2 separate regions of the Oryza sativa genome follow, and region 1 is linked to region 2. A link is a contact called in public HiCAR-type data. All regions are on one chromosome and are shown on one strand. The core of a region is the stretch at or near the end of the contact, and the rest is flanking DNA. Distances in the headings are between cores, read along the strand shown. Region 1 holds the start of LOC4339101 (U-box domain-containing protein 16). Region 2 holds the start of LOC4339093.

The links. HiCAR-type assays count read pairs that join an accessible place to other places.
Region 1: a contact with region 2 is called in a HiCAR-type map of leaf, with 1.8 times the contacts expected there. The contact joins the promoter of LOC4339101 here to the promoter of LOC4339093 in region 2. A contact is called at or near these places in 1 of 15 Hi-C or Micro-C datasets (seedling) and 1 of 4 datasets of contacts at active chromatin or transcription factors (leaf).

Annotation. Positions count from the first base shown.
Region 1 is chr5:23,574,322-23,581,180 of ASM3414082v1, forward strand. LOC4339101 (U-box domain-containing protein 16) reads left to right here and starts at 3,270. Exons shown (of 1, transcript XM_015782045.3): 1 at 3,270-5,560. The coding sequence starts at 3,346. The coding sequence ends at 5,379.
Region 2 is chr5:23,432,873-23,440,034 of ASM3414082v1, forward strand. It overlaps LOC4339093, which reads right to left and starts at 1,393. Exons shown (of 3, transcript XR_010741523.1): 1 at 1,187-1,393; 2 at 1-636. LOC136356685 (extensin-like) reads left to right here and starts at 3,275. Exons shown (of 3, transcript XM_066310930.1): 1 at 3,275-3,331; 2 at 5,640-6,132; 3 at 6,224-6,844. The coding sequence starts at 3,275. The coding sequence ends at 6,666.

The DNA.
Region 1 (6,859 bases), core at 2,020-4,519, 140 kb after region 2:
ACGTCGAAAATTCGACGCCACGCACACATCTACCTTTTCCAACCGAAGAACACGGAGCCAAACAAAGCAACCCGTTCTTCGTCAGAACTGGCAGGCGTGGGGCGAGGGGCACATTGGGAGGGGGCATGGCCCCATGCGACGCCCCCATACCCATGCAACGGCGGCGGCGGTATAGGGAGAAGAAGAGAAGATAGCAACTGCGGTGGCGTAGGGCGTAAAAAGGAAGATGCCGGCGGCGGAGGAAGAGAAGGTGGTGGATCTAGCACCTAACTTCATCGTTGTCATTGTTCCGCGCCGCCTCCAAACGCAACAGTGACAGATCGACGGCGTCGAGCTATGCCGCGTAGTCCCCCGCAAGCGCGCTGCCGAACTCCGCCGCGCTGTCCGTCGCAGGCGCGTCGCCGAGCTCCCCCCGCGTCATCCGCTAATAGTCGGAGGAGGAGGAGAAGCGGCGCCGCGCTTGGGCTAGGCCGCCGCCGAGCTCCGTTGTGCCGTTCGTTGCGGGTGCGTAGCTCAGTCGCCAGGGAGACGCTCACTTTCTCTCCGCCAGGCAAAATTGCTAGGAGAGGAGAGAGATGGGGAGAAAAAGTGAAGGAGAAATAATGACGAGACCCACTACAAATGATTTGTATTGTGGAGCATATGATAAATACAGTTCTTAGTCTACGTGTTATGTAGGGTTCGGTATAAATCTGTGACGCACTGCTATTGTCATCATACTCTGATCCCATACGCTTGTACTCAATATTGCTGGTTGAACTCAACCATCCACGTACTACTCAATAGTGAATACACAACGTAGCGCGTATCATGTATACGTGCGTGCGTACGTACAGCCAAGCATATCCATAAGCTTGTAATACCGCGGTATCATGCATCCATTAAACACACACGTAAACGTTAAACCTCACGGTCCCTCAACCGACGGACCACGTGGCCGGCATGGACGATGGCCCAGGAAAGCCGTGTCAGTGTGTGTCACCGCACCGGGTAGTGTGTGTGAGCGTGTCACCGCATCCGATAGATCAGCTAGTAGCTAGTAGCGACCACTCGATCGTAAATGGCGCATCCGGATATGTCACGCTCGCGAGTCCCAGGGGCCCCGGCCCCCATCTGGCTGCTGCTGGGCATCCCCATCACCATACGGTGTGCGAGTGACACCGCCGGCCGTACGTGTCGCCGCTAGCTAGCAGGCGCTCGAGATCGCGTATGCGTCTGCATCGCGTCCTGTACGGTTCCACACGCATACGATGGCATCACCGCGCGCACACGTCGCTCTCCCAAGCTAGTAAGCCGATGCACCTCGCGACGAGCCGCTACCGCTCGCTACTCGTCGCGATTGCGGCGCCCCCACGACGTCACGCCCCCGCGCATCCTCCCCGTACGTACACGCAATCCTCCCGCGCGCGCATCTTATCGCGTCGCGTCGCGTCGCGGAAACGTTTCGGCGATTTGGGGCGGCAGAGGCGTGTGGCCTGGTGTTATTACCTGGTTAATCTCCACCACGTCGTAACGTGGCGCCGCCCACGCGAGAACGGCCGCTTTGCTCGTTGGATTAGTAGCTGGAGCTTACCGCGCTCCACTAATTACCAGCCGGGCCGGCCCGGCCGGTGGTCAGAGGTTGACGCCGCTGCTCCGCTGCCGCCACGTGTCGCCGTGGCCGCTAATTCGCGAGATCGTGCGTGTGGTTTCTGATCAAGTCAAACGTTAATCCCGGCTAGCCGCGGGCTACCAATCACGCATAGATTACTCGATTGGATTAGGACGGCTGGTAAATATGTAATCCCACCGTTTCAGGTTATAAGATATTTTAAATATAGTCAAAGTCAAACCGTATTAAATTTCACTAAGTTTGTAAAGAAATATAGTAATAATATTTATATTACCAAATTAGTTTTATTAAATTAATAATTAAATATATTTTTATAATAAATTTATCTTGGGTTTATTTAATTAAACTTAAAAGTTTAAAAGTAGTTTGAGTTTGATCAAAGCCAAAACATCTTATCACCTAAAATGGAGGGAGTATTTTATACTACTAGTTTAATCCGCATGTGCGTGCTCGATCTATCTATCGCGCGTGTTCGGTGACCTGTATAACTTGATCGCCTGTTTACTTTTGGGGCGGTCAAACTGGGATCCTTTTCATTTGCCCGGATCCGTGAAGAAAACTTTGACCGCTACGTGGCGTTGGATGCTGATCGTGCGATCCGGTTTTGGCCGGTTTGTTTATTATTCTCGCCTTCGTCTGGCGTGAGAATGAGATGAGATCGTTCCTGCCTTCATTGCTGCCGTACTGCGTGTACTATACTGTGTGGAATTCGGCCTGGGCAGCTGTTGATTTTAGCCATCGGCGGCGGTGGCCGACGTGAATGAGCCGTCGCCGCCATATTTTGTTCCTTTCGGTTGCTACTTCTATAGTAGGATTATGTTGTTGGGTTAGTACAGCGACGGGTACTGTAAATTTATGCTCGTTTCTTAATTTCCTACTCTACTTTTGATTTTGGGGATTCCTTGTCTATCTGTTTGGATCAACGTGACATTAGATTTGAATCTAGCTAGCTGGAAAGCTCTCAAGGCGTGGTGCATGACAAATCACAGATGTATAACCTATTTGCATTCAACAAACTAGTGTAACAGTAGATAAAGTTTCCCCGCGTTAAGCAATTCTTCACAAAAGGAGGCCTTAGCCCTTAAGCTTCGCGTAGGCCTGTGAGGGAGGAAGCATTTAGCTACAGTCCTTTTACATTCTTCTTTTTTTTTTTTGAACGAAGTACTTTTACATTGTGTTCACCAACAGATCGAAGAGGAAATGGTCACGAGTGACCCTGCCGCCCTGCACACACATGCACATTGGCACGAGCTTAGAGGAATATTTCCAACCCTTAACCCGGCCTTCTCATAAGAAAGCATTGCTTGGAAGCGATCCGATCAACTCAAAACCAAACCCAGCCGGCCAGCCAGCCCCAAGCTGAGTCATCAAACACACCCCCACCAAAACACACCCATCTCACCCGTCCATCGACCACAATCCAGCGGTCAGAAACTCACAACATCTTCTTCAGTCTATCAAACCAAAAAAAAAAAATAATAAGGAGAACTCAATAAAATAAGCACACGATGGGTAGCCATCACATCAAGGTAAACAAAAGTCAGGAGGATTCCTTCCAGGTTCCACTTCCAACCCCTTCCCAGCTCTCGAACAACTCAACGCGCTAAACGTCTCTCTCGCACGTATATATATACTACGGCCTCACGCCTTCGTCTCCGCAACCATACAAATTTTTTTCTGAGTTCCAATTCGATTTGTTCGTTCGGTTACTGCAAAAGAAAGTCAGCAACAAAATGGCCAACGCGAGGAACGCGGCTGCCGCGTCGCCGCCGCCGCCGTCGTCGTCTTCTTCGTATTCCTCGTCGGCGTCCGACGGGGAGATCCTCCGATCGCTGCACCGCCTGGCGAGGGATCTGGCTGCGGCGGAGGCGCCGGCGCCGTTCTTGGAGACGGTGTTCGCGGCGGTGTCCAGGCGCGCGAAGCTTCTCGCCGCGGTGTTCGACGACCTGCTCCGGTGCGGGAGGCTGCCGCGGTCGGCGTCGCTGTGCCTGCGCGAGGTGCTGCTCGTGCTGCAGCGGTTCAAGGCGGTGGTGGCCGACTGCTCGGCGCGCAGCCGGATGCGGCTGCTACTGCAGGCCGACGAGGTGGCGGCGCGGGTGCGTGAGCTGCAGCATGACCTGGCCACGCTGCTGGATCTTCTCCCCGTTCCCGAGCTCGGGCTCGCCGACGACGTGGTGGACCTCCTCGCGCTCGCGTCCCGGCAGTGCCGGCGGAGCTCGCCGTCGGCGGACGCCGCGGAGCACGAGCTGAAGACCGGGGTGCTGGCGCTGATCCAGGAGGTGGAGAGGGAGATCGTGCCGGAGAGGGAGAGGCTGGAGGGCATCCTCGAGGAGGTTGGCATCAACGACCCGGCGTGCTGCAGCGACGAGATCGAGACACTGGAGCGGGAGATCGGCGACCGCGTGGCGGAGAGGTGGACGTCGGCCATGATTGCGCTCGTTGGGCTCCTCCGGTACGCCAAGTGCGTCCTCTTCACCGCGGCCACGCCGCGGCCGATGGACACCAAGGTGGATGTTGACGACGATGACGATGACGACGACGCCGAGCCGCCGTCGCCGCCGCCGGACTTCCGGTGCCCCATCTCTCTCGATCTGATGCGCGACCCGGTTGTGTCGGCGAGCGGCCAGACGTACGACCGGGAGTCCATCACCCGGTGGTTCGGCTCCGGCAAGTCGACGTGCCCCAAGACTGGGCAGGTGCTGGCCAATCTGGAGCTTGTCCCCAACAAGGCGCTCAAGAACTTGATCTCGCGGTGGTGCCGGGAGAACGGCGTCGCCATGGAGAGCTCCGAGCCAAGCAAGCCCGAGCCAGCGCCGGTGGTGACCGCGAACAAGGCGGCGTTGGAGGCGGCGCGCATGACGGCGTCGTTCCTCGTCAAGAAGCTCTCCGTCTCCTTCTCCCCCGCCGCGGCCAACCGCGTGGTGCACGAGATCCGGCAGCTCGCCAGGTCCGGCAACGACACGCGCGCCTTCATCGGGGAGGCCGGCGCCGTCCCGCTCCTCGTGCCGCTGCTCCACTCCGACGACACCGCCACCCAGCTCAACGCCGTCACGGCGCTGCTCAACCTGTCCATCCTCGACGCCAACAAGAAGCGCATCATGCACGCCGAGGGCGCCGTCGAGGCGATCTGCCACGCCATGGGCTCCGGCGCGACGTGGCGCGCCAAGGAGAACGCGGCGGCCACCGTGCTCAGCCTGGCGTCCGTCCATTCCTACCGCCGCCGGCTTGGCCGGAACCCACGCGTCGTCGAGAGGGTCGTGCACCTCGTGCGCACCGGCCCCTCCAGCACCAAGAAGGACGCGATCGCCGCGCTCCTGTGCCTGTCCGGCGAGAGGGAGAACGTCGGGAAGCTCGTGGAAGCCGGCGCCGCGGAGGCGGCGCTGTCGGCGATCAGCGAGGAGGAGACCGCCGTGGCGGTGCTGGCGTCGCTGGCCAAGCGCGGCGGCGCGGAGGCGATCGTGAACATCGACGGCGCGGTGGTGCGCCTCGTGGCCGAGCTGCGGCGCGGCACGGAGTGGTCAAGGGAGTGCGCGGCCGCCGCGCTGGTGCTGCTCTGCCGCCGCGTGGGCGCCGCCGTGGTGGCGCAGGTGATGTCGGTCTCCGGCGTGGAGTGGGCGATATGGGAGCTGATGGCCACCGGCACGGAGCGCGCGCGGCGCAAGGCCGCGTCGCTCGGCAGGGCATGCCGGCGTTGGGCCGCGGCGGAGCAAACCGCGGAGTACCCCGCCACCTCCGACGTCACGACGACGGCCATTACAGCGTCGTGAAATTCCACCACGGCCACATTGATTAATTCATAGGAGCAGATAAAATTTCGATTTTTTTTCCCACGCACAACGAATGCTTGTACAAAAAAAAAAATTGTTTCTTGCCTTCAAGGCCTTCACGATTCTTTGGTTCATGGGACCAGTTTGAGTAATTGATAAACTGCACATACAATTATACAAAGATCCATTTCTCTCCAAATCTTGTCACATATTTCTCTTGTCTCATAAGTAACACAAAGAGAAAAAGAGATGTCACCAACTTGTACAAATGCTTGTGAATTGTGATCATCTCCACTTCCCCCATTCTATAATTCTTTAATTTCTGTATCCACATCGACGCAACAACTGTACGATTTCATTTCATTCCAGCTACCAATATGAAAGATGTGAACAAAAGCATCACAATAATTGTGTAGTTGATGGCTTGCAACTAGGAGGCGCCCGTGATGAGTGCTCACTCACTTAGTTGCTTGAGCTGCCGGGGACCAAATTGCCAGCCATTCCCGGCCATCCAATTTGGAGGAGAAAAAAGAAAAAAAAAGAACAAAGCGAGCGCACGCTACCTAACGAAACAACGAATATGTTGCTCCGCGCGAGAGAGTGCAGCAAAGCATAAAACAGCTTGCAAATTCACCGGCTTTTGGGCAGAAAAAGGCCGTAGCTTTAGTGCCAGCAAGAGCCAGTGTGCATCCATACTGTTGATAGATTGTAGGAATATCTCGTATCTTTGGATGCATGTCTCGCTGTTCCGGCCATTGACATCGCCTGATGCTGGCCATATGTGTTTCCCTTTGACCAAAGCAAGATGGTAGTATTATGTTCTTCTTTCTACTACTACTACTTGTCTACTAGTAGTCTATGCAATGTTAATGTTAAAAGTAGTAGGCTCCCATCGGATAGCATAATAAGCTAAAAAAAACCAAATTTTAAATTTTCGAGCTTAATTTTGAGATATTTTTAACGTAGTTTCTTTTTAACATTGGCTTTTAAGTCACAAAGAACATATTTATAAAAGTTTTACCCACAAATTTATTTTTATTTTCTAATAAGCCGTTTTAACTTATTAGGAAATAAGCCAAACGATGGAGACCGTAAAGGCGTCTGCTGAATTTGATTAGTGTGACTTGAGACGGGTGTTGTTCTTCCTCTTGCTGTTGCGTGGCTGGAAAGATGGGCGTGTGGTTCCTTCCTGCCAGGGAACTAAGTGTGTCATTATTGGTGTAAACAATCTAGGTTTTGTTTGTTATAATCATACGGCGCTATTTAATTACATTGCATGCCAGTTTAAACACGGTTGACAGTAGCTTTCTGGACCAGCCGTGTTGTTTCGGATGCTCTCTCTTCGTCTTTAATTGGGAGGTTATTCTGAATCATAGTATGTATGAGTGGATCGTATTTGGACTTGGAAAATTTGTCTATTTGGGGCCTGTTCACTTTGATGTTAAAAAAAAACTTACCAAAATTTTAGCATTACCGAAAT
Region 2 (7,162 bases), core at 143-2,642:
TGGTTGTTTACTTCAAACCAGGCATCTCTTTGTGATTTGCTAGGCAATGCACGATTGAGCATTCCAGTCATGACAAGGAATAGTATTGCACCAGATACAGTAACACAAGCAATCCAAGCAAAAAGGGCCATATTAAGAGGCTCTTTTATCCAATCCTTGCACATTACCCACAGATGGCCCCAATTAATTTTCCTGATAAACTGGAAGTGCTCATGATTATCATGGCTGTCAGAGTGGATGGAACGTGAGAACTCATCTCGCTCAAGTGCAAGCTGTCGAAACTTGAATGAAGGCGAAGGACCCAACTTCTTAAACCTGTCACCACTGGAAAAGCGATTACAGAAATTCAGAAACCCATTCCGCTGCTTCCCTTGTCGTGGAACACCTTGAGTAGGAAGAGTACTGGCACCTGGGGCTCCAGTATCATTGTCCACTGTTGTCGACTCTACTAGTTCAACATCCGCTTTAAGATCTTCATTACCATTGGAGACCATTCTGTCGAGCCAGAGTCTCAGATAGTATACGCAAGCTAAACCCCTTTCCAATCTATTTCTAGACTGATGCAATGTTCCACAGAAAGGATCGCTGTACTATAGGTTTGCAAGGACAAGCATATGTATTATTGTCCGCCAAGCTCTGCGCCAAACAGAAAGAGACCCATAATTAAGCAAAGCGCGCCATATTGGTATCAATTTTTTGGACGGATAACTGGAATGTAATGCGTAATTTTACATGCTAATGTTTGTTGCTAAATTAGCTGCCAATGGAGAATAGCCAGCAGAAAGAGCAAAATTTATCATCCATGCAAGCATTAGCTACTGTGCACGCCTCATTCGTACTAAGATTATCCATTGTATGTCTGGCGCCTGAAGGTTGAAATACCACCAAATTGGGCACCGAAACGTTTGTAATTTGAGCCAATAAAGTGAATAAACCCCCATCTATCCCAACACACAGCCATGACCGATTCTAACTTCTTCTTATTATTATTTTTTGATTGAGGAAAACCATGATTCCAACTTTATGTTTTATTTTTTAAATTTTTTTGATATATTATCCGAAGACAAGTGAAGGCAAGCGAGCGAGGCAACCTACAGCGCACTCCATCAAAGCGAGCACAGAAGCAAGAACAGATCCAGTAGCTAACCGTTACTAGAGATGAACGAGAGAGAAGCGGTTCACTCACCAGCTGCAGGCCGCAGCAAGCAGGACGACGGACGCGAAGGAAGGGAAAGAGAGGCGGCCTCTCCCCGCCGGATCCTTGCCTTCCTCCTCCCGCCAGCCGCCGCCGCTGCTGCTTCGGGGGGGGGGGGGGGGGGCGGATTCAGGATTGGGTGGAGTGGGGCGGAGGAAGAACCGAAGAAGAGGAGGAGGAGACAGGGAAAGGCGTAACGAGGACTTCTTTTTTCCTTTTTTTTTTTTTTCTTCTCCTTCTCGACGATGTGGGGCGGCGGAGTCAACATGGCCGTGCGGGAAAGTCAGATTCCTCCGTCTCGTTTTCCCCGTTACGGACCACACGCACGAAATGCATGCCTCTTTTTCCTCCGCTCCTCCGTCGTACGAAACGGAGGTTAACGAAGCGAACGGTGGTTTCCACGTGAGAAAAGGGGGAGCTTCTCCGCCAAGCGGTTGAACGGCGCGTGGCGTTGGGTGACCCGGCGACACGCGGGATTTTACGCCTTTTTGTCCGAATAATATATTTTTTTTCAACGGCTTTTGCGTACAGAGGGATATGGGAGGGGGGATTCAGAGGGGCGGGCATTGGGAGCTTTCCCGGAATGGCGATTGGAAAGTAGAATAATCATTAAGGTGGCAGTTGCAATTTGTTAAGTACAGCTCAAAAATATACTCCCTCTCGTTCCAAAATAATTGTATTTTTTGATTGAAGATTCATCCCTAAATAATTATCACTCTAGAGCACTAATTGCCCCCATAAATCATAGTCTTTTTTTTTCTCAATAGATATAAGTGTCACAATTATTTTTTGATGGAGGTAGTACAGTATTTTTTTAATTTAAATTAAAAGTTATTATATTATGGTACGAAGGTGTATATTACGTGAGGATAGTGCACAGAAGAACATTGGGTATAATGGCGTGCACATGTTGAGTATACTTAATCTTTAGCCAGTTGCAAATTATTAGGTCTTTTGGTATTAAATATTTGAATGATCAAGTGCGTCTACAGTTTATTTATAATTTTTCGCTGCTACCACGGAGCTTGACAATAATTATTGCGTACAAAATCCCTTTTCATGTTCAACTGCCACCAAAATTTGTTTATAAACTTTTTATGCTAACCAGGGAGCTATGAGTCATATTTATTTCATATGGCATCCTTGGGGGAAAGGTGTCTTAAAAAAATCAGGGAAAAAGATGTTTTTGGCCCAGTTTAGATCCTCCAAAATGGTAAAAGTTTTACCATTTTGTAGCATTTTTTGTTATTTTGGATCTAAACACTAGTAGCAAAAGTTGTCAATTTGGTATTTGGCATTTGCTAGTCCATAGTAGCAAATTATGCCAAAAAGTGCTTTGGGACCACTCCATCTCTCTTTCTCTCTCACACTTTAGTGCTAGAATGGCAAAACTTTTACATACATCTAAACACCAACTAGTACTTTTGCAATGCAAAAACTTTTGCCACCAAAACTTTTGCCATTTGTCATTTGTCATTCCAAATGGATCTAAACAGGCCTTTTATTTATTTATTGCTGTTTCTAGTAAATTATCTTCTAGAATTACCAGCCAAAATTGTCGGCTAGATAACTGCGGCTTTGTGTTCGTGTCGCCCTGGCAGAGTACAAGAAGACCAGTGCATGTCGCGTACGTAGGCCTTTTGGGCCCATACACCCCATGTAACGGCCCACTCACTCAGCCAGCCTTAATCATGGCCCGCACCACCCGCGACCCCGTTCCGGCCCAACTAAAATGGGCTACACGTATGCCGCAATCCAGTTCCGATCAGACCAAAATGGACCTAGCGTCCTCACCAGCGTGGGCCGTGGTGGGCTACCAACTTCTCCTCTTCTCATTTTTCACGCACACGTTTTCTCATTCTTTCAAGTTGGTTCAAGAAAATCAATTTCGATCTTTTCTTAGAAAGTTTTTGTTAGCTGATAGAAGCACTGCGCACTCAATTAACGGAATCATGTGTTAATTCATCGATCTGTTTTACGTGTCAAGAGGGAAAGGTTGACTTTAAAAAAAAAAACACAACCTCCTAACTAGAGCGAAAAGTAGGGCTTGAAGATGTTTTTCTACTACACGTCACGCGTATGGTTCCAGATCCAGGACTATACGACAACACCTGCTCATCACTTCATCAGCTCATGGTACGGAGGACTTCCTCCATCTCTAAATATTTAACATCGTTAATATTTTTAAACATATTTAACCGTTTGTCTTATTCAAAAACTTTTGTAAAATATATAAAACTATATGTATACATAAAAACATATTTAACAATAAATCAAATGATAATAAAATAATTATTAATTAATTAATTTTTTAAATAAGATGAACGGTCAAGTATATTTAAAAAATTTACGGCGTCAAATATTTAGGAACGGAAAGAATAGTTATTAGCCCAACAGTGTTTTCGTCATCATGCGTAAAGGTGCAATATATCGTCCAAGACTGATCAAGGCTAGCTAATGGCTAGTTGCGGAGTAATCACCGAGTAATTAGTGTAGAAAGGACAACGAGTAGCCTGCAAATTAAATCCGAATCTATCGATGGATCAGGTTGCGATCCGAATGATATCTGACAAGACATCGATCACCGTATGTGTGCTCGTCCTGAAGAGAGAAAAAACACGACATGACCCAATCGATGGAGCCTGGCTAGCTTTGACATTGTGCAACTCTATATAAGCATAGCAACTGGGGACTGGACACTTCTGCCACTTGAGCTGCGTGGAGTTGCCCTCACAACAAATCACTGAAATCACCATCAACAAGATATCTAGGGGCCGTTTGGTTGCTATCTTCAATTTACGATGTCTAAGGTTTTACAATCGTTTAGTTCATTGTCACATCTGTGACTCGCCACACTTTTCAACCATATGGTCCCACGTATCATTGACCCAATTTTTTAAGTAAGCTTGTCTAAGGTGTTGCTAAGAATTTATGAGCCACAACTTTTGTGACAAGCCACAACTTATCTTAATTGTGGTTTGGTAAAGATAGCCACAAACCAAATAACCCCCTAGAGCATGGTTTTTCTTGCGATCCTGTAGTGGCTATGGTTTTGGATTCTGCGAGGCATCTGTTGCACTACGTCGATGACAACATTGGGTTTTCTTATTTAAAATATGGAATCGCCTAAGTTTCATATGACAGAAATTTTATGGTAGAAAGAAATCCACCATTAGATCCACTCCACGATTCATGCTACATTCCTTCTTCAGCTTCGATGACCGCCAATGACCCGATGAATTAAGGCTTACCATTCTGGGTTAGGGAGGGGATAAGAGGAGAGGGAAGAGGAGGACATCACTAGTCGCCACATGAATGGAGAAGGATGGTGGAGGTAAAGTGGAACTTTTGGTTAGGAAACAGCGGCTGACGATGACAAATACAATGACAGAGAGTCACCGGAGACAGGAAAGACGGTGGGACGGGAACACTCGTTATGCTAGCTTGGCGAAGAGGATAAGCAGATGAGGAGGCTGGCCCAACGGGGTCTCACTGACATCGTTGATATCTTCCTACCAACCAGCAAGATCAGGCGGCTACGTATTGGGACGATGGCAGCGGGAGATCGGATAGAGGAAGAGTCAATCAAACAAAAAGAGGAATGGCAGCCAGGGGGAACAGAAGAAGAGGAGTTTGGCATTAGTGTGCTTAAGTGAATCTTAAAATCAATCCATCCAATAATTAAAAAGAAAAGAATATATATATATATAGGTGAGATTTTCTATTGCATATTATTGGAAAGATCTTTAATATATCCTTCCATGTTTGGAAAGAAACATGATTAAGTGGAATACTAGTAGTTTTTTATCGCTGTGTGCGCACCAGCGTGGTGGGTACCTTCAGTTGCGAGAACCTTGGAATCCTCGGCCCACCCCCCAGAATTTCTGAGTGGTCCTCGTGCCGGCCACGGCGTCGGCATCGCCACAAAAAGGGGGCAAAAACCGGAGGCGAGTGCGCGTACAAGTCGATATATATGACGCTTGTCACGCCCTGAAGTTTCCCCCCTTTTGCTTGCTTTAAAAATTGGCTAAATAAATCGTCCGAAGAAATTATCTTAATTAACCTAGAGCTAATTCTCTAATTAATAAATGCAAATAATAATCAGAATCGGCATGTGGAATTTTTCTTGGATTCTACATGTCACAATATATTAACAGGATTTTTAGTGGAATTTTCAGAGCCTTGGAAATAATTTTAACCAATTAAAAATCACCAAAGTGCAATTTTTAAATCCCAGGAAAATCCTTTCTTTTCTTTTTCTTTTTCCTGTTTCCTCCTTTTTCCTCTTCTTGGGCCGTCGGCCCAGTCCACCCGTCGCCCGCGCTCGGCCTCCCCTTGTGAGCCGGCCCGTTCCCCTTTCCCCTCCCCGAAGTCCTCCCTCCCTCCCTCTCTCCTTCGGGCGCCGACAGGTGGGGCCCACCTGTCGGTCGTCTTCCTCCTCTAGCCGGTTGGAGCCGAGCCCCAACCGCCGGCGCCCCACCTCCCCACGCCGCCCGCCTTCTCCGTCCCTCTCCGCACCCGCACCTCGCGCCCACGTCGCCGCCTCTTCCCCCGCATCTCCCGGCCCGCGCGCGCGCTCGAGAGGGCGGGATTCGATTTCGAATCCACCTCTCTCACTCTCCCTCCACTCCCCACGTCGCCGGCCAAATCGGCCACCTCCCCGGCCACGTCCGCCCCCTCCCGCACCTATAAATCGCTCCCCGCGTCTTCCTCTCTCGTTTTTCGCACTCGCCGCGCTCTCCCGTGCCTCCTATCGCGCTCGCGCCGCTTGTTGCTAGTGCCGCCGCTTGCCGCCGCCTTCGGCCGCGAGCCGCCGCCGCTAGAGTCGCCGCCGCGCCAAACCGCCGCCGCCGTTAGCTTCGCCGCCGCAAGAGCTTTCCCGGCCGCCGCCTCGCGTCGCCGGAATCCCACCGGAGCACCTCTCCCCTCGCGAGCCGGTGAGTTTTTCCCTCCCCTCCATCTCCGGCCGGCAATTCAAGCCGCCGTGGTCGTCGTCTCCTCTCCTAACGCCTCTCCATCTTCTCCTAGGGTGTCGCCGCCGCCCGTCCGTGCCTCCGCGTCGCCGGTCATCGCCGCTCGTCTCTTCCCACGCCGGTCGCCGCCATCGCCTCGGTGAGGAATCCCCTTTCCTCCTTCCTTTCCTCTCCCCCCGTGAGCGCCGCCGCCCTCCGCGCGTGCGCCGTCGTCTTCGGCTGCCGCCGCCGCCTTCGCGCCGGCCGCCGCCGTCTCCCCGCGCCGCCGGTCACCGCCGGCGGTCGTGCGCCGTCGTCGCCTCGCCATGGCCGGCCGGCTTGAGCCGTGCCGAGCATGTCGCCGCCCACTCCCTCCCCCTTGAGCCACTGCCCGTGGGGCCCGCTTGCCAGCCGCCCCCTCTCCCCCCCTTAGTGCCGCTGATCAGTGGGGCCCGCCTGTCGGCGCCACCCCCTCCCCTCGCTGACGTCAGCCCTGGGCTTTATTGCGCAATAAATTGATTAAGGACTTTTCTTTATTAGTAAAAACACAGTTTATCTTCTAAAATTCATAAGTAATTCATCCGAGCTCCGTTTAAGTCCATTCAAGTCTCAGTAAATCAAGAAAAATGCAAAGAATCCATTAAAAATGGTTTTGTTCCCTGTTTCAGTTGTCTTATAGCCTGTTTTGCTTGTGTGCTTTGTTTGTCGCGTAGGTTTCGGCCGTTTTGTCGATCCACGGTTTCTCGAAGACGTTGCTGAGGTCTCGTCAGTGCGAGAGCAAGGCAAGTCATGAAATACGTTTGATCATATTGTACCCAATTTACAAATATCCCGCATTTCTATTAAATGTTGCATTCTTTTACAATGTAATGTGGGATGGGTCCTATTCCTCAGCCACATATTGTTTACCATATGCCGTTGATAACTTGGGTATCAAAATGACTAGATGTTGGTTTAGGAAATGCTTAGCCATGCTTAGTTCAACTAGCACACAAATGGGGATCACCTTATTACA